2 separate regions of the Mus musculus genome follow, and region 1 is linked to region 2. Evidence: chromatin contacts called from public HiChIP or PLAC-seq data. All regions are on one chromosome and are shown on one strand. The core of a region is the stretch at or near the end of the contact, and the rest is flanking DNA. Distances in the headings are between cores, read along the strand shown.

Region 1 (3,225 bases), core at 30-2,529, 620 kb after region 2:
CCATCTTTGAGATTGGTTTTGTTAATAGAAATATAATATCAAGTATAAGGGGAGGAAGCAGCACAGTTGGCAGAGTTCTTGCCTAGCATATATGAGGCCTTGGCTTTAATCCTCAGTGTTGCATGAAACTGGATTAGTGGAGTATACACCTATGATTATAGTACTCAGGAGGGAGAAGTAGAGGGTCAGAAACTCAATGTCATCTTTGTCTACATACCATATATGGTGTGCACATGTGTGTAAGATATCATGTAGCCCTATTATCCCTTTTATTTTGTTATTATAAAGCTGATGTTTTAAAAATTAATTGTTTAAATTCATTTTTGTTATTATACAAGTGGTCTTTATTATGACATTTTTACACACATGTACACACACACACACACACACACACACATACACGAGTATCTGTTCACATTTGGCCCTATTATTCCCTCCTCCTACAAGCCTCCCCCATGTATCTGTTGAATTTTGACTCTATCTTGATCCATCTATCTACCTATCTACCTATCTACCTATCTATCTATCTATCTATCTATCTATCTATCATCTATCTATCTATACATTTGCTTTTCTGGGAAAAATTCAAATGCCATGCAATGATAAAAACATGCCCATGTTGCAGTGAGTTGACACTCAGTCATCATGAACAACAAGGACTTTGGAGCTGCATCTGGAATATTTTTTTTTTATTGGACATTTTCTTTCTTTACATTTCAAATGTTTTCCCCTTTCCAGGTCCCCCCTTTGAAACCCCCTATCCTATATACAAAGAACTCAAGAAGATAGACTCCAGAGAATCAAATAACCCTATTAAAAAATGGGGACAGAACTAAACAGAGAATTCTCAACTGAGGAATACAGAATGGCTGAGAAGCACCTAAAGAAATGTTCAACATCCTTAGTTATCAGGGAAATCCAAATCAAAACAACCCTAAGATTCCACCTCATACCAGTCAGAATGACTAAGATCAAATGTTGGGAACCAGCCCACGGCTCACTTGGACAGGGGTTATTCCTGGGAGGCAAACTGGGGCTGAAAAGACAGAAACTATGTGATCGAGAGAAATAATGGAGCCAAATCAAGGTTCCTGATCAAGGCTCAAATGTTTAATAGCAAACTGTGCTTATAAAAGGGGGTGGGGGGGGAGGCCCATACCCTGCTAATCCATTCTTGGAGCCTGGAACCAGTTGCAGGTGATGACATGCAGGATAGGGTGTATCCTCTGGACTATCTCAGTGGCCTCTCAGCAGGTAGCAGTGTCTTGGAGGAGCAGTGGCAGGACAATAGAGCCATCTAGGTAATCTCCTTAGTGGCGGCAAGGTCAAAGTCTGGATCAGCCTGTTTCAGGCTGGGGGAGGTTACATCCCCCCCATCCCCGTTTATAATATTAAAAATAGCTGGACTGAGGCATAAAATTTATTTATAGTCCTGCTTGGGAGTTATGGTGGCTGGCAGCCGCGACTGACTTAGGAAATCTTAGATCTTCCCAAACCATTCAATTCTGTCATAGATGGTATGTGCAGCTTGTTTGTGTTTATTTTACACAAAACATGGCTCTGTGGTGTATTATTAACAACCACAGCCTCTTGGCATGTACCTCTGTCTTAGATTGATATGATTCTGAGATTTGGGCGCCTGTCTTTGACTGTCCAGCCCTCATAGCACACTTTATTCCCAATTCAGACCAGAGCCACAATATGTACTTAAAATGCTTCTTAATATAGATTAATAACTGCCACCTGCACTGTTGGAGGCAAGGCTACACACCTGCTGCAGTCAGGCTGAAGGGTGTTGACTGACCTGCTTGAAAAACAATGGGAGTCAGTGAAAAGCAACAGTACAAAAGCATCTTTGCGGAAGTCCAGGTACTCCATTCAGTTGCAAATTAGCAACTACCAAGGTAGACTTAGAGCTCCTGGTGTGGGGGAGGTGGTTTTGAGATTTGCAGAAATGCTGTTACTTCTCTGGGAGTGGAGGCTGTGCTCCAAATTAACTTTGCTAGGTAATTAAGATTTTAGCTATCTTCAATAGGACTCTCTAATACTGGAATTATTACTAGACCAGTCCAAGATTGAGTTAGAATAACTGATCACAATGAGGGAAGGAGAAGAATCACTATAACTCTTTCTTGTGACTAATCTTTCTAAGTCAGACTACACGGTCTCTAATGTTCTATGTCCCATAAGGTTTAAAAAGCTCGAAGCAAGGCATCTTAGCTTGTCCAAACTGGGAAAATGGCAAGCAAAGGTGGGTCAAAAACATATACCCAATTCAGCTTTCTTGTCACTACAGTCAGGGCACTCAGCCAACTCACCTGTCAGCTTGTCACATGAATTAGCTGTCATGCTTTTGCAGCTTTCTGTGAAGAGAACCTATGCTTTCCCCCTTCCCAATAAGGTAGCTGTTCAGGATCAAGCCATATGCCAATAAGTAGATCATTTTCATCTCACCTAGACATGATTATGTCTGGTTTTAAGATACTATAAGGCATTTATTAAGTTCTTTGACATCCAAATTTCAAAATTCTTAAAATAAAAGTATGATTTAAATAATGTGCACAGGGATATATTAAATAATATGCATGGGGATATAATTTCCCCCTTTCTTTGTTTTTCAAGAAAAAGAGTTTTTAAAGTTCCACAATACCTTGTCTTTGAGAATTATTAAATTGTTGACAAAACATCTCAAATACTTGACTGTTATAGTCAGTTTTAATATAACAAGGGCAGTGACTAATTACACTTTTAATTGTTTCTCTTGAAGAGCGGTTGTAGCTAGAAAGCTTGAAAAGTATTAATAGTCACATGTGCATAATTTATTTACTTATTAATCAGAAATAAGAGCATTCATTTGCAGCAATTTATTAAGTATAGGTCCTCAAGAATTAACACCATTATGTGGAAACAGGTAGGAACTGAGGACACCAAGAGCAAATTTTTTACAATTTGACATGCACAGTCTCCAAAAATACCAAAAATACATGGTCCACTATGTTCATAGCAGCCTTATTTATAATAACCAGAAGCTGGAAAGAACCCAGGTGCCCCTCAACAGAGGAATGGATACAGAAAATGTGGTACATTTACACAATTGAATACTACTCAGCTATTAAAAAGAATTAATTTATGAAATTCCTAGGCAAATAGATGGACCTGGAGGGCATCATCCTGAGTGAAGTAACCCAGTCACAAAAAAACTCACATGATATGTATTCACTGATA
Region 2 (2,932 bases), core at 16-2,515:
ATTATATAATGTGAGTCACAAGTAAGCAATCCTTAGACAGTCTTTCCAAGTCTAAAGGCAGCACATACACTTTGCATGCACACTTCCTCTGTCTGGTTTCTCTGGAGGTGAAAAGACTCTCTGCCACAGGCATACAATGAAAAACAAGTCAGTTGTGCCTGGACCAAAGGAACATGGAGTTCTAAAAGTATAAAACAAACTTCTGGAACCATTTTTCTGCACTTGATCAGGTTCTAAGTAAACTAGTGTTTTTTTTTAATATTAAACACACACACACTTCAAAGTTGATTAGAACTGATGAGATAAATTCAAACTGTGAACTGTTGGAGTCTCAAGTGGTCGTTAGCCTTCCTGACCCATACCTCACTCCATAAGTCTGACCAGGTGCCTAACTTATACATTGACCTTTCACAGTTCTGATATCTGTGGTTTTTCTTTCCCCATGGTCTTTTCATCCTCCTGAGTACAGTTTCTCTGCGGTAATGCACACCCATGTCAGTAAGGCCTGCAAGCATTCCTACTTATTCAGCACACAAAGAAGATAAAGGAGGCATTGTTTACTGAGCATCAACTTTGTTCCAGGTAACAGCTCTGTATCATCTCACAGAAATCTTGGCAAAAGACTAATATCAGCAGGCAAACATACATCAGAGCCAAGATTTCAAAGCCTGGGGTGTTCTGGCTCCAGAGTGTACAGCCTTCAACTCTTCACTAACCGCCAGCTAGAAAACACTTGGTCAAAACAACAAAGCTAAGTCAGGACAGAGTTTGTTTCAGAATCTGGGTTCCCATGACTCCAGCTTCTTTTTGTCCATAGAGTCACCCTAAAGGTCCCTTGTCCCAAGAATCCCTTGCATAGCTTGCTACAAGAAAGCCCAAGACAGGTCAGTTTCTCTGCCGAAGAACTGCATGGCTTGTAAAAGGTACATCTAACCCAAACAATCACTACCACCCCCCCACCCCCCCACCCCCCCACCCCCCCGTCTTTCCCTTAGACTCCAGGGTCTTCTTCAGGTTGGTAGACCTCTGATCATTCAGTGTCTTCATTGCAAAGCTTGCTAACTTCAAGTCCTGGGAATAGCATCATCTTTGATGACTCTCACCCCTCCCAGTGTATATGAATGTGAATGTGTTGGGACAAGCCACTGGGAGTAAAATCTCTCCATTTCCTGCCCAGCCACTCCTGTCCTGTTGAGGCAGGAGAATAGGGTGGAGAGTGAGGTCCAAAAGGCCTTATGCAAGGCCTGTAAATTAGCATATGAAAGAAACCAGTTGCCAGAAAGGAAGAACGGAACCATCAAGCATGCCAAGACTACTGTGTAACAGAGTCTGCCCAAAAGCTTACCAAATCCCTCTTTATGCAAATGCTTGAGAAAGTCTATGCTATGCAAATGACCTACAAAAGTTTCAATCGTTTGTGTACAGGGCCTTTGAGCTCCTAATCTTCCCCACTGCTATGGCCTGCTGCCTTCCTTGAAAGAGTATTTTTTCTTAATAAACTCAGCTTCAGCTACTATTCACATGTATCTGCCAAATTTCTTGTTCTGAGACCTGAAAATTGTTATAGAAGCCTATCCAATCCTAATATTCAGTATTATTCATTTTATCTTTCCTGCTAGGTGACTGATCTATTCCCCATTTGGCCTCTGTCTTGTTCATTACCTTGTTTAATGTTAAGGACTTGTAACAAACCAACCAAGTCCAACAGTTTCTAGTCAGTTCCTGCTAGGCCCTGAGGGATCAAAGGGGACGTGCAGTCAGAGTCTTCAAAATGACAAACTTTCAGGCTCCAGGTGCCCACATGGATAGAGCAAAGAGTCAGTTGGCCCCAACTCTGAACCACCCCAAAGTAGAGTTCAGATGTTAAAATCCATCACTATTTCAACTAGAGAGTAAAAGTATGGGTGTATTGGTGTAAATCCTGTTGCTTCCAGAACTTTGCTGCTATTTCTGTCCCTGTACTTTTCCTCCTCCCCATTGTTTTTAGTTGAGCACTTTGGGATCATTTCATGAGGCTCATGTTCCATATGTGTATATTAGGAATAACATCACTTTTTTGTAAATGTCAGATGTTGGACTCCAAAGAAGAACATCGGAGGAGTCAAAGGCAACTATATCTACAGGAATCATTGTGCAGAATGATAGTGGGAAAGTATTTCACCCAGCAGCAAAGTTAGCTCTCAGATGCAGGACAAATGGGTAACCAAGGTGCCTATTTAACATATCAAAGAGGACCTGGTTGTCAGGAACTCCCAGCAACCATCAATTCCTACCTGTTTAGAATATGACTGACATATCACACCTCCACCCTGAGCTACTGGGCTACTTCCCGCAGTTGCCCTTCCCTGTATAACCCAGTTACTTTGATTCCTAATTCTGAAAGTCTATCCTTTTCTTTCCTGGATTTTCCCTCTCTGCTCTCTCCTCTCTGCCTTCCCCTCCTTACATGTTCCTGCTCAAGGTTAGGTTCATTCTGGACTCTCCCAGGTGACCTGGACTCTCCCAGGTGTCCCAGCCTCTGGCTATGTTCTTCCTTTTATCTACAATAAACCTTCTTCTCCACCATACCTAGCAACAGTCATGCCCCTTCTTTTTTATTTCTTTTTTGTTTGTTTGTTTTCATTTAAGTAGAAAATGGGGGCTTAGCATTGATGTGGAATGCATATTTTACAGATGAGGAAATTAATGGAGCCCCCAGAAATGAACACAATATGCCATCACACTAAGCCTTAGTAACATGACCTTATCACATACTAATTCTGGAACCTTCTCCAATCTGTAGCCTTGATGCATCTTTGGTATTGTCCTTATAAAATGTAGAAAACTCCGAATTCCTGAAGCACAACAACGATTACTTCTACCATATTATTCTCATCATAAAATGTTCCCTTTGTAAAAATCTCTTGAGTCTGATGCAAAACCCACCAACCAG

Evidence for each region. HiChIP or PLAC-seq counts read pairs in DNA pulled down with a chosen protein or histone mark.
Region 1: a contact with region 2 is called in an H3K27ac HiChIP or PLAC-seq map of embryonic stem cells, with 7 times the contacts expected there. The contact joins two enhancer-like sites. A contact is called at or near these places in 1 of 484 Hi-C or Micro-C datasets (embryonic stem cells), 5 of 115 datasets of contacts at active chromatin or transcription factors (all in embryonic stem cells) and 1 of 9 other capture datasets (embryonic stem cells).

Annotation. Positions count from the first base shown.
Region 1 is chr3:22,292,417-22,295,641 of GRCm38.p6, forward strand. No RefSeq gene overlaps it. Among named protein-coding and RNA genes, the nearest start is that of Gm26354, 120 kb to the right of the region's middle. Within about 2 kb of position 1,280, at least 3 of the 459 cell types and tissues checked have an H3K27ac peak or open chromatin away from gene starts, as enhancers often do. A contact at or near this core is called in embryonic stem cells, where this site is marked.
Region 2 is chr3:21,671,411-21,674,342 of GRCm38.p6, forward strand. No RefSeq gene overlaps it. Among named protein-coding and RNA genes, the nearest start is that of Gm31693, 30 kb to the right of the region's middle. Within about 2 kb of position 1,266, at least 52 of the 459 cell types and tissues checked have an H3K27ac peak or open chromatin away from gene starts, as enhancers often do. A contact at or near this core is called in embryonic stem cells, where this site is marked.